Linked DNA regions of Mus musculus: regions 2, 3 and 4 are each linked to region 1. A link is a contact called in public Hi-C and HiChIP or PLAC-seq data. All regions are on one chromosome and are shown on one strand. The core of a region is the stretch at or near the end of the contact, and the rest is flanking DNA. Distances in the headings are between cores, read along the strand shown. Region 1 has its middle 250 kb from the start of Pvt1. Region 2 has its middle 110 kb from the start of 4930449C09Rik. Region 3 has its middle 44 kb from the start of Gm41335. Region 4 has its middle 17 kb from the start of Gm41335.

What was found. Hi-C and Micro-C count contacts between places; a contact is called where the count stands out from the background. HiChIP or PLAC-seq counts read pairs in DNA pulled down with a chosen protein or histone mark.
Region 2: a contact with region 1 is called in a Hi-C map of bone marrow-derived macrophages, with 10 read pairs. The contact joins two enhancer-like sites. A contact is called at or near these places in 1 of 15 datasets of contacts at CTCF or cohesin (large pre-B cells), 3 of 484 Hi-C or Micro-C datasets (the N1E-115 cell line and bone marrow-derived macrophages) and 5 of 115 datasets of contacts at active chromatin or transcription factors (the NIH/3T3 cell line, acute myeloid leukemia, astrocytes and 2 more).
Region 3: a contact with region 1 is called in a Hi-C map of muscle stem cells, with 2.9 times the contacts expected there. The contact joins two enhancer-like sites. A contact is called at or near these places in 2 of 484 Hi-C or Micro-C datasets (the N1E-115 cell line and muscle stem cells) and 3 of 115 datasets of contacts at active chromatin or transcription factors (the NIH/3T3 cell line, astrocytes and embryonic fibroblasts).
Region 4: a FOXA1 HiChIP or PLAC-seq map of pancreatic cancer cells shows a contact between it and region 1. The contact joins two enhancer-like sites. A contact is called at or near these places in 1 of 15 datasets of contacts at CTCF or cohesin (the NIH/3T3 cell line), 2 of 484 Hi-C or Micro-C datasets (adipose-derived mesenchymal stem cells and uterus) and 5 of 115 datasets of contacts at active chromatin or transcription factors (the NIH/3T3 cell line, astrocytes, embryonic fibroblasts and 2 more).

The regions. Positions count from the first base shown.
Region 1 is chr15:62,284,568-62,291,087 of GRCm38.p6, reverse strand. No RefSeq gene overlaps it. Among named protein-coding and RNA genes, the nearest start is that of Pvt1, 250 kb to the right of the region's middle. Within about 2 kb of position 3,592, at least 75 of the 459 cell types and tissues checked have an H3K27ac peak or open chromatin away from gene starts, as enhancers often do. A contact at or near this core is called in the N1E-115 cell line, the NIH/3T3 cell line, bone marrow-derived macrophages and 4 more, where this site is marked.
Region 2 is chr15:63,601,655-63,608,174 of GRCm38.p6, reverse strand. No RefSeq gene overlaps it. Among named protein-coding and RNA genes, the nearest start is that of 4930449C09Rik, 110 kb to the left of the region's middle. Within about 2 kb of position 2,339, at least 6 of the 459 cell types and tissues checked have an H3K27ac peak or open chromatin away from gene starts, as enhancers often do. A contact at or near this core is called in bone marrow-derived macrophages, where this site is marked.
Region 3 is chr15:63,398,053-63,404,572 of GRCm38.p6, reverse strand. No RefSeq gene overlaps it. Among named protein-coding and RNA genes, the nearest start is that of Gm41335, 44 kb to the right of the region's middle. Within about 2 kb of position 3,677, at least 29 of the 459 cell types and tissues checked have an H3K27ac peak or open chromatin away from gene starts, as enhancers often do. A contact at or near this core is called in the N1E-115 cell line, the NIH/3T3 cell line and muscle stem cells, where this site is marked.
Region 4 is chr15:63,336,788-63,343,307 of GRCm38.p6, reverse strand. No RefSeq gene overlaps it. Among named protein-coding and RNA genes, the nearest start is that of Gm41335, 17 kb to the left of the region's middle. Within about 2 kb of position 2,742, at least 70 of the 459 cell types and tissues checked have an H3K27ac peak or open chromatin away from gene starts, as enhancers often do. A contact at or near this core is called in the NIH/3T3 cell line, embryonic fibroblasts, pancreatic cancer cells and 1 more, where this site is marked.

The DNA.
Region 1 (6,520 bases), core at 2,343-4,842:
GCCTCCAAGACATGCAGAACCTTTCTCTGAATAGATAGTCAGACATTAGAAAACAGAGGCCTTTCTTTCCCAGCCACTATTGTTAACCGGGGACAAAGCAAAATTGAAACTATCTGTGGCAGTCTTCTCCCAAAGAAGTGTTGATGTGTGGCATGGTGCCGGCATGCAAGCGAAGCCCAGGTGCATGAAGGGTGGAGAAAGAACATGCAACATACTTTACCTCTTAGCACGTGGTCATTTGTAAAAGCTGAGTAGCTGAAAGCCTGGTAGACAAGCTAATTTTTAGAGAGAGAATCACTTTTGATCCCAAAGTCTTATTCTTAGTAGGGATCTGTTCCAATCACTTACCTGATGCTCCAATTAGTCTGTCCTTTATGTGTGCCTTTCTCATAATGAGTTTCATTCCCCAGTAGAGTTTAGTTCAATCAACAAGTGTTGGTAAAACAACTGATCCAGATAGTGCGTGGATTACTAAGGACTCTTCTGTTGTTAAGTTCTTCATTTAGTTGGAGAGAAAAGCAATATACAATGAATATGTAATACACTGTCAAGGGTTAAATGCAGGTGCTTAGGAGAAAATAAAGGGAGCTTTGTTATGTCTTTGGGTGTGTTAGTGGATAGTCAAGTAGGATATTTGAAGGATATTTTATCTAAGCAGACGCACAAATGAAAGAGAAAGCAATTACAACCCCATCAAATCACAAAGAAGAATAGCATCCCATGTAGGAGCCACTGAGGTGGAGAGTATCTGACATACCAGGAAGCGCCCAGGAAACCAGATATAAGAAGATCTGTGTACACATGGAGAAGACCATCAGGAGTAGAGGCCATAAGGCTGAAAGTTTTCAATACCATGCTACAGAAAGGCAGACAGGTAGATGGGTGAAGAGAAATAGACACAGTGATACATAGTCACATCCAGGAAATATGAAAGAAGACTAAGAAAAACACTGTGAAATGAGATGGAGAGAAGATATTTTAAATTATGTATATATGAAGGGGAGATTGAATCAGCTTGTTGTGGGATATGCATAGTGTTTATGTTTTTTTGTTTTCAACACAAAGAAAATATCTCGGTGGAAATGTCATAAAGATGGAGACAAGATTAATGTAAGTTTTTGATGACAGAATTTTCAGAATGTTGATGTAAATAAAGAATTTGTTTCCCACAAACTTCTATCAGAAATATCTATTCCAGATGCAGGATGCTTCCTCTCTACCTGTCTGCTATGCTTCTAAAATACTTTTAAAAGATGTCTTAGCCCTTCTCAACTGAGAAAGAGAGAAAGAGGCAGGAGGAGAGCATTTAGAAACAGGAAAAAAGACCTATTATCATAGACAAGAAGAGTCAGCCAGAAGACTACAACTCAATTCAGGAAGTTGTAGCTTCTTTCCAGAAAGCATATGATTCCCTAAGACCACAGGCAGGGGACCGAAGAGAACCCAGAGCCTGGAAGAGCTCTAAGAGAGAGCAGAGAATAAAAGAATAGTGAGAAGGAGTTTACAGTGTTGATCTGGTGTGGGTCACAATGCCAACTGTGGATAGAGATGAACCAAGATATGAAATCTAGACATGAACCAGGTGAGTGGGTTGAGAGTAAGCAAGAAGTCCCTTCAGTTCCCTTAGGCTAACTTGTACTGGGGACTAGAAGTATTTTGTGCTACTTGGGGTCTCACATTTGTGGGGCATGGCAAGGGTCAGTGGTAGTGATGACTACACAGGAGCTGAGCAGGACAAATTATTAGTTTTTAATCAGGGTCCTTTGGGTTGCAATAAAAAAAAAACAGTTCAAACTGGCTTTGGTTAAAAGAGACTTTATTAGTTTACATAGATGAAAGACTGGGAATAAACATCACATACAAAAAGTTTAAGAAATTCAGACTGACTGTAAGAGCCCAAATGAAATGCTAAATCTCCCCATCTTGCAAATCTATGTGGTGCAATGTGTCTGACTTAGACAAATGCTCCAAGAGAGGTCAAAGTGTACATGCTACGAAGGAGCCCACAGATAAAACTGATGGCTGATGTCACATCTAAAACTATGAGAATCAGAAAATACTGGGACAGTACTTGAAAGTACCACTAAAAAAAAAAGAGGAGGGGGGAGAAGGAGGAAAAGGAGGAGAAGAAGAAGAAGGAGGAGAAAGAAGAAGAAAGAAGAAAAAGATCTATAATACAAAAATTATCAAGCGTGTGATGTAATTTGGTGATAGACTGCTTGACTAACATGTACTAGGTCTTAGATTCAACATATGAAGAATAGAGAAAGGGGCACAAAAACAAAAATAAATAAAATTAAAAATTAAAAAAAAAAGAAAGAAAGACAGAGGGAGACAGGAAGATAAAGGAAGGGAAAAGCCAAATCATGAACCAAGTCTCTTCTTTCAAAACTGAAAGTGGAATAAAAACAGGTTTCCTCGTTCAACATTAACTCAAAGAAGCAAACTATAATTCCTAGAAAATAATCACTAGAAAACCACCAAAGAAATATAAGCACGAGGCGGAGTAAGATATTAAATGCTGAAAAGTTCCTGACAAATGAGAACACAGAAAGTGAGTGCCTGAGATGAATGGCAGAGCATGGAGCCATATGGCTAACCCGAATCTAACCAAACCAACAATTACATTCTCTGAACCCACTAAAGATTCCAAGCAAAGGGCACCCAAGGAATGACTGTATCCTTCATATAAGACACGTACTTGATACTAAGATACAAACTGAGAAAAGATGAATGAATACAAAAGTTATCATGCTAGTAAGCAGAAGCAAGCATGAATGTCTCCATTACTATTTAGCAAAATACATATCAAGGGAGCTAGAGACACAGCTCAAGAGTTAAGTCTGTTTCCTGCTCCGGAAGAGGATCCATGATCAGTTCCCAGCACTCAGAGGGTGGCTGACAACCACCCATCGGCATGAGCAAGGAATTCACGTACATACTTGAAGGCCAAAATCTCAGACACTTTAAATGAAGTAAAAAAAAAAGATCTTAATTTTTTAAAAAAATAAACATCAACACTACCAGATACATTGACAGAACTTGATGATCAGAGAAAGGGAGAGAGGGAAAGGGAAAGAAAGGAGTGGAGAAAGGCTTATTTTAAAGCTGATTTCATGTCATTATAGTTGTCTAATATAGAAAACTATACTATGCAAAACCCCATGCTTCCTTCTCTAAATTAGCACATGCAAAGCATACATTTTACCAACATACATCTGTACTAATTTTATTAGTGTACTTTATGTCTCCCATCAGAGCAGAATTCTAAAAATAGGAGGATCTATTTTTATTGTATTTTTGTGTACTTCCAGTTCCCAATATCTAGCAGAGGACTAATATATTCTAAGTACTCAAAAAAGAAATACAGTTTGAAAGAGACATGCTTGAGTAGTACACCCATGAGCACAAGTGCTAGCAGAGAGCTGGTGACTGCATGCAGGTTCCTGAAGGCGAATCCCGCATTCTTTCCCTCTGCTCCCACATTGGAGGAAACACATCCGCCAATGGCTGTGAAACCCAGTCCCTAGCTCAGAGCCCATTCTCATGGCAGTCATAATAAAACAAGCATTTGGATGGATGAGACAGGAAATGACCAATAGCCACAGCTCAGAATGACACAGCTTTAGCTGGCAGGGGGAGGGAGGAAGGTCCTCTGGAGGGTTGAGTTTAAGGAGCCACAGGAATGTGAAGCAGGAACATTTTTAATGATTTTTCAAATGCGGTGATACAGTGTGCCTTCTAGTTATTCTCTGCTAAACTGAACAGTCACCCTACAAATTTCAACCACCATTTAGTCAGCATGATTTCTCCTTGCCTCCAAGACTCCTCTGGGGAAAGTGGTAAGTCAAACTCAACAGATGGGAGAATTAGAATGTCTCATCTCTAGAGGGAAACAGAGCCTTCAAGTGACTCATAAATACTCTAGATCCTCTGCCCAGAAAAAAAAAAAAAAAAAAAAAAAAAAAAAGCCTTTCCACAGGATGTTTTTCATGACCTTTTGATACAGCTGAGTGACTACTGTGAATAGGTCCTCGTAACAAGTGGGCTCAAGCAACGGGATGCATTTTGTAGATCCTAGCATACAGAAACGAAAACATCTCATCTAAGCATTCAAGACACAGTTGCACACAGACTCTGCCTCTGTATTATGTCTAATGTCATTTTCACTGTCTCCTAAGTAGCTTGCTTTACATATAAGCAGACAAAAGTATTTGCAGCCATCGCTGTTGAGTAAGGTATGTGGCTCAGCTGGTTAGTATCCAGCTCGGGGAGGAAATGCATGAGTAAAAAGTAATGAGATTAGGGTCTGTGCACGAGAGGAATGCTGGCTTCAATCTTGACCCTCTCCTTGCATGTGTGGTTGTGAATGCATTACGGAACAGTCCTGAACTTCTGTTTTTTATTAGTCTGGGAAGTGGAAATTAAACTACCTGCCTCGTGAGGCTTTTGTCGAAAACCAAATAAGATAATTTGGCAGAGCATTCACTGCTCTGGGCAGTAGCAGTATGATTGTTATGGTTTTAAAGCAACACTTAACACACATACATACAGGTATTCTGTAAGGCACAAAGGTAGAAAGGAGACTATGGAGATGCCCTGAAGGGGAGGGAAAGGAAGTAGGAGACGCACTAAGAGAGGATAATAAAATATATGTGATGTACAGAGAGACAGGTGAGACCAGTGGGGGGTGGTCAACAAATGGTGATATATGCAAACGTGTTACAAAGAAAATCATTTACCTTTTATGATAAGCTAATTTTTCCAATTTTCACACTTTCAAACCTTGGAGGATAACATATTTCGAGTCAAGGCAGTGATACTGGACTATGGATCTAAACTTTCAGCATGTCAAACATACTATTTCCATATGGAGCTTTGGGCTGAAAAGCCATTCTGCACAAGCCAATCTCACATTATGATGTAGAGATGGGTGTTTCCTTGCAGAGCAGATGTGGTGGTCATACAGCCAATCTCGAAGGTTTGCAACACAATTTACTTGTTTCGTGACTTGGCATTGCCAATTGCCCGTGACTGCCACCAATTGCTCCCACCCCAGGACGGGCTGGGGAGCAAATTCTGTTGGCAGCACTGCTCTCCCATCAAGAAGGAATGTCAAATATGGTGACATTCTGTCCAGCATTGACTTCTATTCTCTTACTTTTGGTCACACTGAAATGGTAGTGCAATCCCCTAGGTAGACTGGCAGGTTCCTTTGCGGAATGGGGCGTCCTGAGCTACACAACATGGTGCTAAAGTCTGAGAGAGCAACCAAAATGACCAGTTGAGAAAAAAAGGAGTCCTCAACTGGCAAAGAACTACCATCACAACCAGATCAGAATGATCAGGACCAAAGAGAGTAGGCTAGCAGATGGGCCACTGACTACATCAAAGCTACAAAAAAGAGAAGGGGAAACTGGACGAATGTTTCTGTTATTGTTCAGGAGAGAGGGTATTCTAACAGTTTGCCATAGTCTCCTGACATCCTGGGCAAGCATGGTCTTCCTTAGCAGCACCAAGTAATAAATGGTTCTTAGAATGGCCGTGGAAATCATTCAATCAAACAGTGATTGTAATATACGTACCTCATGATTCTTATGTTTTAGATGTTTATTAAATCTAAAAGTTAGTCTCTCCCTGTGTGTGAGTGCATCTAAGGGTGTGTATCTGTATGTGTGCATGAGAGAGAGATGTATGCGACCCTCTCACGTACAGTATAGTGGCAGGACCCTGTGAAGACACTGGGAACCTCCATCGTCAGCTGATCTCCATGTTAATAGCCTAGAATACCCACTTATATCCTGCATTGACATGACAAAGTTCATTGCCGTCCATTTTTTTTTCTTATCCCATCCCTACAATGCCCCAAGTACAGCATCCCACAGCTTGTAGTTAACAAGGCTGAACTCCATACCTGACTTTTTCCAAGGTCTTTGAGACCCAAATCATGTGCAAGGTACATCTGTACCCACCTTTAAGTCAATCAGTCTCTCTCTCCCTCTCTCCCTCTCTCCCTCTCTCCCTCTTTCCCTCTCTCCCTCCCTCCCTCCCTAGGTTCTCTGATCTTGCTAACTTTCCAGTACCCACTTCAAAGAGACAGACAATATTTGAAAATGGTGCAACTCACATTCCTACATTTAACTCACGGTCTATGTTTGCCTGTCAGGTCTCCTTGCATGTCCACCCCCTGGCTTTAGGTGGTTTCAATCCCTGCTCTGGCCTCCATCTGCCCTGGCACAGAAGGTTGAGCCTGCTTCTCATTGTAACAAGGTTGCACTAATTAGCTGCATTTGATTTTGCATAGGAGAAAAATGCAAATGAATGCAAAGTAGTATGCAAATGAACCGCATCTTGGCTCTCCCAAAGACTGAGCCTGCAATGCTGATGCCAATGACAATGTACATTAATAGTCACCTTAGCCAAGCATGCCATGTTTTCAGATGGGGTGAGCATCAGGAGTTTTCTTTTTACTGTAATAATTATGACTTTATATAGAATTCCAAGTGTATTATCCTGGACA
Region 2 (6,520 bases), core at 1,090-3,589, 1.3 Mb before region 1:
TTTTGACAGGAGCCAGTCTCACCACATCACACTTGGCCTGTTGGAAAGGCTGCAGAAGCTTTCCCAGGCCCAAATATTTGGTGGCTGAGCTCGTCTTCCTTTGCCTTACAAAACCTTTAATTGAAGATGGCACGTGGATTCTGACTTGTTTAAAATGAATCCAAGTCCTGGAATAAATTGAGTCAAACCCAAGATCCCAAAGCTATCATCCCTAGAGAAACTCAGCATTAAAGAGAGCAGAGAGTAGGGTGCGGAGACCTGCAGGAATGCAGAGGTCTTTAAGATGGTTCCAGTATACTCTATGAGGTTTGGCAAATGTCAGAACTCTTGTAGCCAGACACGTTCTGCATGGAGTTAAATTGGCTTGATATTTGTTTTGGGAAGTCCTTGCTCTCAAGGTCCCTTAGTATATGACTGTGTCATCAGAAGAGAGTTTCATATAAGGGTCCATGAAATGTAATAGTTCTTGTGGAACAAATGACACCTTCCCCACCCATTTTGCCTTCTCTTGATAGACTTAGTCAACATTAAGTGTTGACTTTGGCATGTCTTGATTTGTGCTCAAGTATTAGAAGCCAATAGGATACCATCTAAACTTAGCAAGAGTAATGTGACAACCTAGTGTAGTTATTCAAGTGAGTCCTTTCCATTCATACACTAGAATTTTATTGTGATAGCATCAACAAAGGCACTGTTATGAACCTCAGGCTTTTGCACCTGCTGGGATATGTGTTAGAAGTGGAGGGATCTGACCTTCTTAATCATCCCATTCTGCCACTGATGACCTTCAATGGGAATTTGAAGGTTATTATTCCAGTCTTACCACTTATTACTAATCAGTCTCTAATACGTATCATTCCATTTTGACTGTACTGACCACACTTAAGCATTTAGCTCATATTCTTGTTCTTCTCTTAGACTATTGCTACAATAACTAAGAGTCTCCCTGTTCACAGATTTGCTCTCTTCCCATTTCACCTACAAGTTAGCAGTCATAGCTATTTATGTCAAAATGCGGTGAATCATGCCATTCCATTGCATAAATATCCTGATCAGCCCTATTTATTCTTAGGCTAAAACTCCAAATAACAGACAAAACCTACAAGGTTTGGCACATTGTGCTTACCCCAGTTTCTTTGTACCATCATCTCTTCCCTCTGAGGTCTACTGTGTAGAACTCTGGGCTGTATCCAAGGCAAGCCATACTGTTGTCTTAAGGTATTGTGTCTTTATTTTAAAACTATATTTATTTATGTATGCGGGGTATATGTCCCTGTGGAACCACAACGTTCCCGTGGAAGGCAGAAGACAACCTATGAGAGTTAGTTCTTTCCTTTAATCATGTGGACCACTGGGGCTGAACTCAGGTGATCAGGCCTAGATCCAGGCACTATTATTCCCCAAGGCGTCTTTCTGCCCTAATGTGTTTAATGTGGTTCTTGTTCTTAGGTCTTTACTGGTCTTTTTCCAGCCTTTTTCAACCATCAGAAAGCCAGCTTAGCAGCTATCTTCCTATGGATTATAAACCCCTTCTCTGTGATTTTCAAACCACTGTGTACTCATGCGTATCACAATACTTACTGTATAGCATTTGGACCTTTTTCCCTTTATAGTTTAACCATTAGACTATAAGTTCACCGAAATGGGGATCATATCACAGTCACCATTAGTGGCTACTACAGTAGCAGTGGCCTGATGCTAGAAATAATTTATTCTTTCTCTTCTTCCTTTGTGATGACTGTCCAAGGCATATTGATAGACGTCCTTTTTGTGAAGACACTAGCCTGGAGTTACTTCTTGACCCTGGATACTGATGTTGCTTTATCCAGAAATGTCTCCCCCCCTCCTCTTTCTCCATTTGAGTTCATCCTGGGATAATCACATACTGATTGACTTTTAATGCTTTATTTTACATAATTTATCATAAGCAGACCAGCTAAGATGACTCTAAATGTCAAGTGTAAGACAGAAATAGCACTGTATCTTTAGGATGAGACACTCTGGAGAAATGCTGAAGCAGGTTAGAGTCCAGAGTTCTGCTCATAGCTGCACTCATGACCGCACTGAGATGGCAGTCCCTAGACTTCCTTCCTCATTGTAGCACCCAGGGATGAACTCTTTTAGGATCCTTGCAACCAAAACCCCTTTAACATTTCATATTTGAGATAGAAAAAAAATCTTTGTGATGGGTCTTACATTCAAACAAACTCACACAATGACTGAGTGTATACATGAACATTTGCTTTTATTTTTCTTTTCCTTTTAGCAGGTTTTTATATAGCCCAGGCTGCCCTTGAGCTCACTATGGTGCTGAGTTTGACCTTGAATTCCTTGATCCTCCTGCTCCTACTTCCCATGTGAGGGATTTTGTGCGTGTACAACCACAACACATTTTTTTTCTGTATGAAAATCTGTCACTATATTTTTTTGTCAACTCTGCTCTTCTATTCCATGCATCATGACAGACTGTCTCAGCATTGAGTGCTCATGGTCCCTGAGTTTATCTGGAGAAGGCACAGAATTTTCTCTAGGCAAATCTGGACAGTTTTCAGTCTAAGCTTTCTTACTTGTTTGCTTATGTGAGCTGATTCTTTTCTCTAAGCGCTGTCTTTATCACTTAAGAGTTAAAGATGTGTATTTCTGATGGTCGATGGGAGGACTGCTTGAAGGAGGTGCCTGGAAAGAACTTAACAGAGTTAACATGGTAAAGATCATGGTAGAATTTATCTTTTTCCTAAAAGAGGAAATGCTTAAGATGGGAGAGTATTCACGTGACAAATATGACAACTTCTTGTTGGTTTTAATGGTATGTTGCATGTAGCAGAAAATCAACATGCATTCACTCAAAAACATAAGAAAGGGTCTTTCTTGTATTTGGATAATGAGAAAAGGGTCCCCAGGCTCAACTCTAGGGAGTTAAAGGATTTGGAAGCAGTGCTTCTCTGTTGGAGATGCTTCGAGTTCTCGGTGTAATAAGGGTCCAAGGAGCCATTTCCTTTAGTCCTCTGGGGGCATTTGAAAACCTAGATTTCACTGTACAAAGTAGCTCTTTCTCATGCATTTTTATAAAACTACAAACAAAACCTGCTCTTCAGCATTTGTTTCCTTCCCAAGTAATACAGAACAATGATAAATTATTGTTAAAGTCCATTTGTATCCTAAAATGATCTCAGTAAAGTGACATACATTTCTCAGCCTTGAAGGATCTTTTTGTTAAGGCCATCATTCTTTTAGGAGAGAACAAAACATAAACTCTTTAAGGGTGGAAAATGGATGTATTGTCTCAAAATGGGAGACCTTTATTTTTGTCCCAGAGTAATATTTTTATTGATTGAGAATTTCACATCATGCACCCAGATCACACTCACTTTTCAGTGCTCCCAGGTCCATCCCCCACCCTTGTGACTACCCCCTTCATCAAAAAAAAAAAAAAGTCCAATTTTTGTTGTATACTCAGTGTGTCACAGTCAAACTCCCAGGGGCCAGGCCTTAAAAAACAAAACAAAACAAAACAAAACAAAACAAAACAAAACAAAACATCAAAAAACCCAAAACAAGTCCTTCCCACTTGGATCCCACCAGAAGCCATCAACTGTGGAGAGCTACATTTTAGCATCCCTATCACAATTTTTAAGAGTTCCCTTTGGCAGAGGGCCCTGTCCGTGGTCTGCACTGCCACCAGAGACCAGGCTGAGGTCTATGGCACGTGCTGCGTATGCTGGAAACCATGTCGAAGTCCAGGATCCACACTGCTGCTGATTATAAAGGGCAAGAAACCCACTTTTGCAGCGGTATCGATGACTGCAGACTCACACAGTTGGGAAAGAGGGTCATAAAAGGCTTCTGTGCAACTCCTACCCACAACCTCCTTCAAAGAAGTAACAATTTAGATAGGAATGCATGAAAGAAAACAGAAGGCTTTACAAAAGGGGCAATAGGTAAACTGTATGCCTCTGAGAGTCCCACTAATTCTGCATCCCTAATTTTTCCTGATCCTTGCTCCCCCTAGCCATTGAAATACTAGAGACCTCTGTGGAGTTTTGCTACCACGTGTGGCATTGCCATGCCTTTTACAATCACTCTGTACTTAACCTTTCAGAAACGATGAGCTCAGACAATCCTCCCTCCTTTACGAAGTCTATGTTAGGCACTGTTGCCATTGCGTTGGGAAAGCAATGAATGCTTGGTTACACTGCTCCTTACTTGGGCTCCCCTAACCAAGTGACTTAGTCAATGTTTCTCTCAACATCCTGACAGCTGGAAGGGAGCTATTTAATAATGTCTTCATACCAAGAAAAGGAGATCATTAGGAACCAGTGCATAGCTCAGCATTGGGCATGTCACAGGAGCTCATGATATCTCAATGTTTGGTTGCATTAACTAGTGTACAAAAAGGTAGAAATATGGACCCCTCCCAGTGTGGGGTGGTGTGGGGTGGCTAATATTTCAGGGCTTGGGGAGTGCTGTTGGGCTCAAAATGTGAGTTGGCTGAAGTTTTACGGAGTGATGGAAAGCACTCTGAGCGTGTAGGTTCAAAAAGGTTTGGTGCAACTTTTATGGCTTCGAGTCTAAAACTGGATTCATTTGAAATGAAGTTGGAGAGCGAAGCTATTACTCAATGCTTCATGTATGTATTTGGAAACTGAATGTTCTCTGGCAGGCTCCTTTTCAGCTGTGACACAATCTTTGGATCCTTCCCTGCCTGCCTGCCAGTCCAGCTTCCATGGAGGAGAGCTATTTCTAATAACTGCAGCCAGACTTCAGTTTTCAGTGAAGATTAGCCTCGTTGATTCTTCCAGCTAGTGGGAGATGTGCCCCTGCCTCAGAACCCACAAGCATCTTATGGTTATTTATGGAAAGGCCCGTCTGTCTTAACCGACACTCTGCATCACTTCTGACAGATCCCTTGTGCAACACATGACAAATGACTTGCAATGATGTGCTTGGACGGAAGCATGTAACTTTAAAATTTTCATTGATCACCAACTAACTGCATTTAGAGTCTCACACATTACAAATGAAAGACTTCATGGATATGCTTTTGTCAGTAATACTTAAAATTGACTGGCAGATTGATGAAACATTTGACCCTTTGATTTATCCAAAATTTCAACCCAAATCTACTATCTTGATTCTTGGCTCTAGAAAATGTGGGAGATTATGAGATAGATAGAATTTTTCGCTGGCCTCCAGAAGCAGAAAGTCCATGTGTATAGATAGGTTTTTTTTTTTTATATCAAAACTTAACAAAATTTAAAAAAAGATGGAAAAGAATACATTGAGTGAGGGAAGCTCTAAGAAAAGGGTACCAAAGGTGCAGTGACCACACAGAGAATGAGTAGAAAGGCAACTGCAAATTCACTTTCAGTTTGTTATTACTTAATCCTCAATGTCTACTCAGGGGTGCCATTTTGGGGCATTTCTCATAGTCTCCTAACTATGTAAGATGCATGAGGACAGTGGCTGTGAATATCATGGCATCACTGTCTCCTTGATGCCTAACCACAGCTCATTCAGAATTCACACTTGCTAACTGACTGTGCATACAAGTGTAAACTAACTGTGAATGCAATGGTAAGTGATAGCATGAATATGGACAGGCTATACATTGGTGAAATGTTTAGGATTCTGGCCTACAGACTTGCTTCTGGAAAAGAGATTTTCTTTTTTAGTTTAAATGCCCTGAATTGTATGTAGCCACATTGGCACCTTTCAAAAGGTAAAGGATTCTTAGACTGTAAGCGTATATACAGTCAGAAAAACTTTCTCCAGCCTCACTGGATTTATAGGGTGAGAAGAGTTATGTGAATCTAGGCCAGAGGCCAAAGTTCCTCATTTCTTCCATCACTGGCAAATTAGGGCCTCAACAAGATATGAATACGTCTGACTTATAAAAATCTGCCCTTGAAATACCAACAGCCCAGAGTCTCTGCTTGCTCTGTTTTCTTCCCACAAGGTCCATGGCATCTGGCTGCTTCAGGCACAGGTCAGTCTCTTGATACAGGTACTTCCAGTATTACTCCACAAAGTCTGTCTCTGCTACTTTCTAGCTGTGTGGCCTCAGCTGGCTGGCGTTACCCTTTAGTGACAAGATGAAGCAGTGAGGACTTCTGATGTCCACCTCAGCTTGAGTGTCAAGAAAACTGAGATCTAATTCAGAGAGAAACCTTAGCTGGCATTGTGATTTATTAGTGGACACATCTGCGAGAGGAAATTTCTCCATCCTTCTAGAAAGCGAGTCTCATTTTCACGTTAGAGCACCAAGGGCAGAGGCTGTATTTTTCTCTGCCCCTATGATGCTTGGACAGTCAAACCCTCAACGAATGTCCTTTAGAGAGGGAGCTTTGTCTGTCTTAAGGTGCCAAGGTCTTGTCTACCGAAGACCCTGTAGGGACTGTCTGTCCCCTGGTGTCCTCTAGATGGCAAGCTCAGTCCAACTTTGGAGTAGTCAGTGCCTCAGGCTGGGCAATACCCTGTCACAGAGTCCTTTATTGGGAATCCAGTTTCATCCAACGCACAA
Region 3 (6,520 bases), core at 2,428-4,927, 1.1 Mb before region 1:
CTTGGTATTTCTATGTTGGGTCCCGGCAATCACTACACAATGGTCTCTATATTCATGTTCAACTGGGAGAAGAAAACAACCAAAGTTTTATTTTGAATTTTTTTTATTATTGAAAATAGATACTCTTTCCCCTCCCTCTACTCCTCCCAGCGATTCCTCACCTTCCTCCCATCAGGATCTGCCCCTTCTGTCTCTCACTAGAAACCAAGCAGGCTTTGGTATGTAAGGGATAATATAAAATAATAAAATAATAAAATAAAAGGAAAATAGAAAACAACAGCTAACACATTGAAATTGTACATAAAAGAGCAAACAAAATGAAAGAACCCAAAAGAATGCATGCATAAACCACACACACACACACACACACACACACACACACACACACAGAGCCCTGACATGACATTATGAGACAAGGAACCTCCAAAGATGCAGTCAAGCTCACTTTCTGTTGGTCATTAGGAGGCAGAAAGGCTAATGTTTAGAAACAACATGTAAGCATTTCAGAGTTCAAAAATCTAGTTCAACAACCATTGTAACAAGAATGCAAATTCAGAGCTTGCCATTCTAGACTCCATTGTTTTGTGTCTAACTGCCTCCTGCTCTCTTTCTCTCTCTCTCTCCTCTCTCTCTCTCTCTCCTCTCTCTCTCTCTCTCACACACACACACACACACACACATGCACACCCACACGCACACACACCTATCTGTTTTCACGTGTGATTCTTGATTGCTTGCATCTTGCATCATGTATTAATGTTTGCCCAATAAACAGACCGATAGAAATAAAACCTAGGTTAAGACCTGCTAATAAAAGATGTTCCTTCCATTGTTTTACTAAAGCTATGGAACCCTCACATGTTGCTGAAAGGAACTCATCTGCCTTCTGTGGCCAGCTTGATGCTTCCTCTTATCATATATCTTCCCACTTTAATTATCAAATATGAGTAACAGTTGTGCATATTAACTATTTAATCTAGACAAATGGGTCTAAGGGATGAATTAAATAAAGAATCTCTTTAATACCTAGTTGATCTCCCATTGGGTCTGCAATCTCCGTCTTTCTATATTCATTTCTCTGAAAACATCGACCCATTGAGCTGCTCATTTGTCTGTCTGCAGGGATAGGCAAGGGCTCAGTAGGAAGGCAGTAGTAATTAGAATGATGATTAGAATGACAAGGGCTTTGATCAACTGTGCTTCCATAGGAGGTGAAGTGGTTTGTCCAATATAAACTAAGGAGTGGCTGTCACTTTTGGCTGTATAAGCTCACTCTGCAGGACCATTCCTAAAGCAAACATCTGGTACCAAACCTTCCACCTTCATCCTATCCCTAATCAGATGGTCTGCTACAGTCCCCTTATTGTTGATTGATATTCCTTCCCATCTCATCTCCATAGCAGAAGCCTGGTGGTGATATCTCTTTGAGGATTCTTTACTTTCTACACCTAAAACTCAGAGCTGATAATCCTCACATCTCTGTCCCTATCATTTCATGACTGTCATTCCATCAGTCTTCATGACTGACATTTTTATAAGAATGATCTGTTATCTTCAGCACTGAAGATTTCTCTTTAAATGATTCTTCAAGTTTTTCAGACATTAGTTTGTTGAAATAGGGTTTGTTTGGCCAGTGGGGTCATTATTGATTTCTAGGGTTTTCCCTGAACTTAGGAAAAATTCTCAACTCCTTAATAAGATCTTACTCTAGAAATGAGGTCATTTTCTTACCTCTTCATTGTCTCTTCTCCGCTCCTCCTTGGCAAGATGGATGCCGAACACACTCTTAGAGTCTCTGAACTCTAGGAGAAGTTTGGATAAGTTTAGATATTATATATCTGTCTGGAAATAATCTTCTCTTTCAATCTATTGTGACTGGTTGAATCTTAAGGTTTCCGTCTACAAGGGACAAACTCTGAGAAACCTTCCTTGATGTCTAAGGGTCTAGGCTTGCTTTGTCGCTGCATCCTAGCCTACTACCTCATTGAACATTGAACATTACATTGGTAAACTAAGTCATATCTTTGTAGCCTGGCACGTGATAGTTGTTCAATGAATACTCACTGAAGAAATGACAGGCTGAGAAAAAGTGAATTGGGGAAGTAAATAGTTACTTCAAATAAAATATGTAACTTTTTGCCTTAATTATCCAACTATTTTGAACAGAAGCCTGATGTGTGTGTGTGTGTGTGTGTGTGTGTGTGTGTGTACACGCATTCGCATAAATGCACATATGTGCACACATGCCAATATTTGACATAGGATGTAAGTGAGTCCTTAGGCTTAGCTAGATAGCTCAGTCTTGTTCAGAGGCAAGAGAACTTAATGAAATTTCTGTCATTTGCAGCTCTCAAGATATTCATAGCTTTCTATTGATATATGACAAAATTTGCGGCTTAAAACAATACCTAATAATTAATTCTCACGTTTCAGCTCAGAAGTGTACTGTGTCATACATGTCTCAGTTTGCACAGAGCACCACGGTTTTGACATTGAGATGCATTCAAAAGATCCTGTCCCAAACCCATTCTGTTGGAAACATTTCATTTCATTGTAAGATCTAGTCATTATAGGACTGCTAACTAGCTCTTGTTTTCCTGCAGGTCTTCAGCTTCTGTGGACTTCTTTGTTCCTTGTTCTGTATCTATTTTCAGTTCCGAACAAGCATCAGTATGTCAGAACATGTTTTCACTCTCTGACTTTCTTTTCAGATGTCAGCTCCAGGAAACTCTGTGCTTACACAAGGTACAATTGTTTATATTGGGGTCATCTTCCCAGTATCCATGGAAATCGCTCATCAGTGGTACTTGTGTTAGTATTTGACTGCATCAGTGATAAGAAACGTTGCACAGAGGCTAGGAGTCATAGAGATATTTTAAAATCTGCCTGCTGTATTGGCACCTTACAGAAAAATGAAAACAAGTCAAAACAAATGATCAGATAAGTTACCAATTTTGGTGATAGGAGCTGGGTGGTAGGTAGGACATGTACTTTCTTTTATCATCACTGGACGGTCTGTGTTGCCAAACTTGCTATATAGTAGATTAATTAATATAAATGTGAGACAACTATTTGGTTTTTGCTTCAGAACTCATGACTCTTGATCACACAGCCTCCTATAGTGGTGGTTCTCAACCTGTGGTCGTGACCCTCACAGGGCAGATATCTTGAATGTTACATATTTTCATTATGATTCATAGCAAACTTATAGTTATGAAGTAGCAATAAAATAATTTTATAGTTGGGGATCATGAGAACACTGTAAGGAGCTGCATTAAAAGGTTGCAGCATTAGAAAGGTTGAGAATCACTGCTTCAGAGTCTTGGTCACAGTCCTTGATTCATGGCTGCCATTTTCTTCATTGATTTCCAGTTTTGTTATCATGATTAAAATAATAATTATCATTCATTGAACTTTTTCTGTAGCATGTCATAGGTATCTTAGGCTGCTTATTCTTTTAACAACTGTGATCTAATTATTAGTATGTCTAATACATCACTATGCTCATAACCATTTGGGATATGAGTATCCAATACTCTGCTTGTCTGATTCGTAAAGTTTAGTGTTAATATTATATCTGTGTCTTTGGGGAATGTGATAAACCAGGTATAGTCAGAGGGTTGTCTTGGGATGCTTAGAGTTAGTACTCACATCTCTCACTTCCGGCCTTCTCTTTCTAGCATCAGGCAGTGACTAACACCATGCCCTCCCTCCCTTATGAGAAACAGTCCTGGGGGTGAACAACACATTCCATGTCTATTTCCTCCGGCATTAGGAACTAATTGTGAACTAAGTGACCAAACCATCCTAATAGAATTGGCTTCTAAACAGCAAATTGTAAACTTGCATGAATCGGGATCATGTGTCCTCTAAGCCCCTTCCCTTTCTCTTTTAATTGAGTTTCACTCCAGCATTATCTGTTGAAGGGAACAATGGGATGCCCTGTTTTGAGAGTGAGTCAGGCCCAGCTGCTATGAAAATAATATGTTTGAGAAAATGGACTTGACATTTGATGGCCTTATGACTCTTCTGACAGGATATAATCAACTCATTAGGGAGAAACAGAAGCCCTTGTTGTACAACCACGTTATTCTGAGCATGACAGAACTCCTAAGCTGGTGGGTGAGTGTTCAAGGCACATTGGGACTTCGTCTTCTGTGGCCAGCAAGCAGTGTGGCTGCTTTTACTGTCTCTTTCTCTGGCCACTGCCCTCCAGCTGATGAAAGGGAAATGTTACTTTCTAAAGCCCACAGTTCCTTTGTTTGTTTTCTGCTGTTTCACCCCAGAAGACTGAATTTATGAAAAGAACTTGGTTTTTCAGGGATGCTCTCAGCCTTTCTTCCACTCAGACACAGCGGGGGCAGCTCTCCTGGGAGGGTGATTGGAAGCAGGAAGTAGCAGTTGGGATTCCTGATTCCAGTTCCCAGGCCCACCCCTAGTTTTCTGTGGGACTCTCAAGGGTTCATGGTAGACTCTTTGCTTAGTCTCCCACCATAAAACTTCAACCTCCACTGCTTGCTGATTTTGCCTGAGTTTTTGCCTCAGCAGGAATATGAAGGGAAGGAAAGTCAGATTTCCACATGGGAGTAATAGTCACTTTTAGGTATCACAAGCATCAGACAGATAATTCCTGGCATAGTCCTTGGCATGTCTCTTAGGCTTTTTACTAGATTTATTGCCTGGAAGTTGTGGTTCCTTTAAGTTCTCTATTTGATCATTAAATATGTACTAGACATTTTGTTTCTTAAAAATACTTTTAAGTGCAATCGTTTTAAATATCAAATCGAGTCATTACACCAATGATGATGTGTCTGTGTGTGTCAGGAATTCTGGTTTGCAACACTCATTCTTAAGAATGTTCTCAATTATTTCGATTCACTATATTGTAACTTCCACCAGAAAAAAAGACAGTGTCTCTTTCCCACCACGGAGCCTCAAGCATCTTTAACAGGGTCTTTCTCAGCCTTTCTTGCAGGTGTGAAAATGATTGAATGAAGTAATTGACTAATTTTATTTTATTTTTTAGAATTTATTTTATTACATGTGTGAGTGTTTTTTCCTCATGTATGTGTGCCATATGGATGTCTGGTGCCTGTAGAGGTCAGAAGAGGATGTTGGATCTCCTGAAACTGGAGTTACAGTCACCACCATGTGGGTGATGTGAGCCATCTCCAGGGGCTCTATAGAAGTAGCAAATACTCTTAACTATTGAGCCAACTATCCAACCCTTAAATGTTTTCCTGAATATTTTCTGGACATGGTAATCGTCTTCATCCTGGAAACTTTGCCTCGGGAATTAGCAAACTGAAGACCATAGGTCAAACACTGCCTGCTGTCTGTTCCTATAAACTGACTTTTGAATGTATCTATCCACTGTCTTTGCTATTTCCCTAAAGGCACAGCTGAGCTTGTGGTGGGAACTACACTGGCTGAAAGATGCAAGATATTTTATTATCCAGTCCTTTGTTAAATAACTTGCTGACTTCTGCCTTTTACCTGCTACACAAATGTATGAAATAGAAACCTATACACACCCTCTTTTCTGGAAAAGCAATAACTACCAGTCTTCCAAAGAAGTTTAAGAGTTTTTATAATGCAGTATGTACTTTAAATCCTGACAGATCTCTAGAAACTCCTCTGTGCTCACTGTTTTCCTCCTCAACTTCACACTTTTCACACCTGTCAAAGATGCCATACCTTTATATCAGCCACCAGTGGTGCTGATGTCACTGCTTGTTCTACTGTTGCTTTGTAATTTGGATTTATCTTTTAAAACCTTGTTTAAATACCATCACTGTTAAATTGCTTTCTGTGAAGTTTTTCTGCTAGGCTAGATGGCCCCTCTCCCTTTTCAACCCAGCTCAGCACTTCATAAATCATGACACTCAAGCTCACATGGATTATTTGACTTGACCAAAGTTCCGTGAAGAAGTGGGCAGATCGGACTTCAAATTGAAACCTGTTTGAATTCAATGTGTACTTTCTATTATATGACGCTCTGATGAATTCATGTATAAAAAATATTAATTTCATATGTAGCCAGCTCAGGATGGTAAATAGATCTAATAATGCATGATACTGGGATATATACATACATACATACATACATACATACATACATACATATATATATATATAATACATACATACATATATATACATACATATATATATATATATATATATATATATATATATATACACACATATATATTCTCCATCATAGAGATAGTGAAAATGTTAACAATAAATGGAATGTGACAATTTATTTTGTAGTCAAGTGCCAGCATATAAATAGGACACTGTGCAAGTTATATACATTTCTATAACAAACCAGTCCAATTCAGAGTTCCATGAAAGAATAAATTTTATCACAGTTCTACTGATCAGAAATATTGGTGGGTCATAGTCTGGCCCTCTGGGCCTGGCATCTCTCAAGAAGTTCCTATGTTGTTGTCAACCACAGCTACAGTCGCACCTAAGAGTAGACACAACAGACATTTGCTTCTAAGCTTAATAT
Region 4 (6,520 bases), core at 1,493-3,992, 1.1 Mb before region 1:
ATCACTTATCAATGACTCATTCAATATAAAAGAATGACCAAAACGTGATTAAAGATTAGGTTGGTAGTTTAAAATTTAACAACTATTGGATAATAGCATTATATATTAGCCTGAGAAAGAGCATATTTAGAGTATCGAGGTCATAACTATGATTTTATCTGACATTTATTAAATATTTACTATCTACCAATGGCTTTTATGTTTTACAGACATCTATATATTTAATTTACTAATAAGCATTAGAGTTTAGAATAGTTTATTTAGTCTTTCCATAAGCATATAGCTTGTCTCTAGTAGGACTGAAATGGCAATATAGAGGCTCTAGTTCCAAAAGCCCTTAGTGTACCCCTTCCCATACTGCAGGTCTTATTTAGAAAGGCTGAATAAAACAGGGCTCTAGAGTACAGAAACACAAGATGAGCAAGAGACATAAATTTGGAAGCCATCATATTAATCATCCTAGACTGTAAAATTTCAGTGGTTTCACAGAGCAAATGCAATTTCTTGCTCATACTAGCCATCAGGAATGCACAAACTTGTTGATTTTTAAAGGGAGTTTCCCTTTACGTATTGACTCTAGAGTTCTGAGTCTTCCAACCTTTGTGCCTACTACTTCTTGGTAACTTCTTGGCATCTCTTTTCCCTTTCTCTTTCTGCAGGTAATTGATAAACTGAAGTAGAGTAGAAGATTTTAATGCCAAGGCTAGAGGGAATATACATTACTCCTTTTTAAAATTACAGTGTACAGGACAATTCATGTGGTCCCAACTGACCACTCACATTTATGGATGGGGTAGAATGAAAATTAGGAGATCTCACTGAAACATATGTAATTATTCAAGTCCCAGAGTGAATAAATATAGAATTAGAAATGTGGCTGAGGTCAGAGAATTGACAAGATCTTTATGGTAATGATGATGATTAATAATAGCTAAAACATTTAGAGCACTTACAGTATTCCAGGCTTATATGCATACATTAATTCCTGAAATCCTTATAAAAGCCCTTTGATGTAATGGTATTATTATATCTTTTAATATAGACCAAGGAGTAAAGAGCAAGTAAATAACTCTCTTGAGGTCACAGACTTCTAAGTGGCAGAACAAGAATTTGAATGTAGGGCGTCTGCTTCCAGAGTCTGTGAGTTTAACTGATGTCATATGCTACATAATTATTAACTTCAAATACTTGAAGAATGTCACATTAATATGTAAGTATCTTTGCTATGAGTTCCCAAGGGATAGAATTATAACTAACAAATGGAATGGAAATGATGGCAGTGCTCAGCCCAGAAGAAGGAAGTGCTTTCTAAAAGGAGCTGTCTCAAAGGAAGCAAACTGCAGCCTGAGATAGTGCAATCTTCATCAGCGGAGGTGCCCAAGCATACTAAGAGAAAACCCTTGATAAGGATGCCAATCCAATCATCCAGTAGAGATCCAATCATCCAGTGAGTGCTTCAAGGAGATAACCACTATTCTTCTCGAATATTCAAGAGTTGGAAAGTTTTGCAAATACATGCTTGCCAAGATTTCCTGAGGAGTGTAAACTTTCAGAATTAGTGTCTCAAAGTAAGTTCTAAAAGCTGTATCATCCAAGAACTGGACCTGAAGCTAGCTAGAACAGTGAGTTCTCAACCTTCCGAATGCAGTGACCCTTTAAATAAAGTTCCTCATGTCGTGGTGACCCTCAAACGTAATTTTGCTACTGTTATGACTAGCAGTATAGATATTGGTCTTTGGGGGTCATGACCTACAGGTTGAGAGTCATTGAGCTGGAAGGAGAAGGCTGGGGAGGGTGTAGAATAAATAATTCCTTACCTTTGAATCTTAGCAGTTTACTTAGAAGCAAAGGCTCATGGTTGTGTATTGACAGAGGGCCACCTATAGAATTCTAACCTGGAGATGAGCCCATGATTTGTACATGGTAGAAGATCTCCATTTTGGCTCAGTAGTACTGGCTCTCTGCTCCAGAAGCCTCTGTTTCTATTTTATAAAAGTGGTTTCCCAGGTTTAAGACTTATCTGAATCAATGGGAGAGCTCAATAAACCAACTGCACCTTCTCATTCAGTGCATTGAGGCTAGAGCTTGCAAACTTTCCTACCCCAGTGCTGTTCTTGCCTCTGCTTTCACCTTTTAGGAGACTACTCTCTGGGAACCATTGCTCTAACAGGGGCTTCTGGTTCAATACCATAAGCCTTTGTTTATATGTCTAGCTTCTCCTTGCTTATCTTTGTTTTACCCCCACCTAACCCACCATGGGTTTCTTGATAAAATTTTACTGAGGAAATGCATTGAAAGAAATATTAGTTTTCTAGAAGTTCAAAGAGGGGAAAGAAATCATGGGAATCTTTCAGAAGAGAAATCCTGTGTTGTCACCTTTCACATAGCTGGAAGCATGACTCATGCAAAGACATGCCTATCTTTGCTGAAAAGCAAACACAGACACACCAGTTTTGTGTGTCCTGGAATGTGCATCAGAGACGTCTCCTTATCACCTCTTCCTCATTCTTTTTCTGTCTCTTTAAATAGATGGTCACCACCACTTCATGCAAGGAAAGTATTATTTAGAGTGTGGAATGCAATTTGCTTCTTCCCAGAGTTAGTTCCCTTCGGACTGTCTTTGGATGAACTTTGCAGTCTTCACTGAAGGGGGAACCCTTTCCCACTGTTCTCTGGGAGAGCCACGGCTTTGAAGTCACAGCTGGCTTGACTAAACTCATTTCCTCCCTCCACAATGTGCCTCTGATGCAGTGTTGGCTGAGGCTCCCCCTTGCCGGCTCCTGCTATTGAACCAGACCCAAGTGCAATGTTTAATGTGAGTGTTTGGCTTGGCTTGAATTTGGCCAAATCATCTGTACTTCGTTTCATTTGAAAGCTCTACTTTTTTTTTCCCTCCCCGTTTCTCTCTCAAATAGTTCATTCCAGATGTTTTTGATTTGTCTTTCTGTGGTCCACTCCACCCAGTTCCTAAATCAGTAAATCATTTTCATGCTTCTTCCAAAATCTAAGCAAAGAGAAGTGCTCAATTAGAAAGAGCAACTGATTATTGGTTCCTTAGGCTTCAGTGTGGCTCTTTTCTTCAGGAACTACATTTCCAAGGTAGGAGAGAATGTGACAGAACATGTAGATTCCAAATTCCTAGCATTCAGGATCAGAGAGTATGCACAATAGGGATGTGTACATAATATGAACATCCAATTTTATTGCCTAGTTCAAGGCTTGATAGCACTGTTCTTGTTTGAATGCTTTCTGTGACTCAAGTGCACATGGAGACACCCATTCTATGAGCTTATGTGTATCCTTACATGACAGAAATACTAACTAATCAAGATCCCAGCAATTTTCTCATGGTGATGGAGGCAAGGGTAAACAGATGGAGCTAAGATGCAGGGAATGGTTATTTTATTGTCATTATAAGGAGTGAGGGCCTTATGAGAAAGTCCCATATCTGACAGATTAGGGAAGCTAGAAGGAGAAAAATTGCACACATTCAGAGTTTCTCAGAGTTTAAGAATTTACAAAGAAACTCTTGGATGCAACTAGGTGATAAAGTCAGATGAAATATGGGGAAAATGCTGTAAGGTGCTGGAGAAATGGATAGGTCAGCAGTTTAGAGCACTGGCTACTCTTACAGAGGACTCAGGTTCAATTCCCAGCACCTACGTAGTAACTCACAAATGTTTGTAATTAGAATTTTGTGGATATGACTCCTGACTTCAATGAGCACCAGACATAATGTCATAATGTACTACACATGCACACACACACACACATACATCACACACACATATATCACACACACACATCACACACACAGAAAAAAATTACATACAGGCAAATCACTCATACACATAAACTAAATAAATAAGTTAAATAAATAACTACCTAAATAAGATTTCTTTAAATAGTTTTAAGAAATTTTGATGTGATGTGAATGAAATTTCTCTGACAAATTTACAAATGACTCCAGTGAAGACCTACGTGCCCTCTAAAATCTTTCCTAAAGATGATGTAAGTTCTCTTTTGAACTTGATGTTAATATGAGACTTACTGTTCAGAGTACACCAATAATAGTTTATGCTACTTATTTTATTTCATGCTTTTATTCATTTATTTACCATATGACACCAGATTATAAAAGTATGCAAATAGCTTTTAGAGGTATACATATGCTTATTTATATATTAATTTAGAAAAGAAAGTTCTAGTTATTTATAGAATAATATATTTATTTAGGATAGCAATTTTAACTTGTACGTACCATCCCTAACAATGAGTATAGTACACAATCAACTTTAGGACCACAATTAGATAGTGAAGATCATGCAAAGTGAATATAATAGTAAAATTTATAACTGATACAGGAAAGGAATATGACTCATGAAATTCAATAAAAACATAGCTTCAGTTTGAACATTATATCTAATGATATTATTTGACTTCTGAGATCAGTTGTCCAGGACACTTCTGGAAAATGTTGCCAGATTGTAATCTGAACATAATTACCTATAAGCAACCATTTGCTTATTTTATCTTTCAAAAATTTATAACAAAATATCCTGTGAGTATACAATACAACCTGTGTAAATATAAGTTAAAATTCTAGTCTTGATTCAATAATAAGACCTCTCTTCACATCTCTCTCACTAAGTTGGGTAACTTAGATGTATAAAAGAATGCAAGGATAAACCAACACTTCATCAGTTGCCCAGTCTTTTTCTTTTTCTTTTTTTTTCTTTTTCTTTTTCTTTTTCTTTTTCTTTTTCTTTTTCTTTTTCTTCTTCTTTTTCTTTTTCTTTTTCTTTTTCTTCTTCTTCTTCTTTTTCTTTTTCTTTTTCTTTTTCTTTTTCTTTTTCTTCCCTTTTTTTTTCTTTTTGGTTTTTCAAGACAGGGTTTCTCTGTATAGCCCTGGATGTCCTAGAATTTACTTTGTAGACCAGGCTGGCCTCGAATTCAGAAATCTGCCTGCCTCTGCCTCCCAAGTGCTGGGATTAAAGGCATGTGCCACCATGCCCGGCTGTTCCCTCTTTTTCTTCCCTTCTATTATTTCATGTTAAGTTTTTATGATAAATTCAGAAGTGAGAACATTGATCTTTGGTTTATTGTCAGCTTGTTACTTGAACTTGGCTAATGGAGTTAGCCAATTCTTTCCAATGGACATTTCTTGACATGTTGAAGCATCCCTGGCTAGATCTCTCTAAGCATGACTCCATGGACTTGTCTACACTTTTGTTTATTACTGCCCTGACCAACACTTAACTCATATTTCTGGAAGTTTATACAACATATAGTATATGAATCCTTTGGCTCCCTGATAGAAGCTCCCTTTGCTAGGACCCTAACTGAATATTTGATTTTTCCAATGAAACTTTGTATTAGAAAGTTGCAATTCACAAAGAAGGGGGTGCAGACACTTCTTATTCCCCACTGTAACCTGTCACATCAAACAATTTTGCCTAGCTCCTCCACTCATAGTTTTCACACCAGTGTTACTCTCTAAGTCAGTACAATTTTATAATCCAGTAATACTCAATTTTTTTTCAAATCATTTCTGGTTAAAGAGACTCTTTTTAAGCTTAAGATATAATATGAGTAGGTAAGGAAAGCCTGATAGTGCAGTCTAGCCTCTTCTAAATAAATAATTCTTAGAAAAATTCTTTCTTATCTCTATTTTTTTGACACCCATTGCCATCTCTGTGTCTTCTATAGTCCTGTGATTCTCAGACTTACGCCGATACTTTTATAGGTAGGAGAGTACTAAATCTTAGAATTTATCATCTATTTAATCTTACCATATCAGTTAAGACTTACAGGTTGACACTCTATCACATGCACAAATGTAGGATTATCTTTTTCAAAACCTACTTTAATAAGGGTACTTAAATGCTTTAACCACCCTTCCAGCCCACCACCCACCAGAGGTAGTGAAAAGGAAAGGTAATGGAGGATGTGAACCTGTTTAAAAATAGTTCTTTCAGGTTAATCCAATCTTCAGTGTTAGGATATCAGCAATTCAGTTCATATGAATCAACATAGGTAGCTGGATTGATTCACTGGCAAACACCATTCATTAAGCAGCAAAGGAAGTTTGATCCAGAAGAAATGACAAGACTGTCAATCAGTCCAAGTCCATAAAAGCAGCACGAAAACAGCGTATCACCACCAGAAGTTCTTTGGTGCATTTCTCTCTATGAGAGATCAGTGTCAACAAAACCCAATGAAGACCAGCAAAGAATGGAAAGGTGAACCAATGCCACACAGCATCATCCACTCTGGGTTACATTAATAATACCTGTTCCAAACATGTGTTCTCTGAAGAGTCTGCTCTAGCAAAACATCATATGCCCTTTATTCCAGGCAGCTTCCAGAACAACACCATGTCTGTTCTCAGCAAAATGTCCTCCCACATGTCTGCTCCAACGAAAACATCCTCTCATGAGACAGTTTCCAGAAAAACATTACATGACACAACTGAGTCTCCAAAGAAGCCAGAATTTACATTTCAAAAAAAATGTTTCCT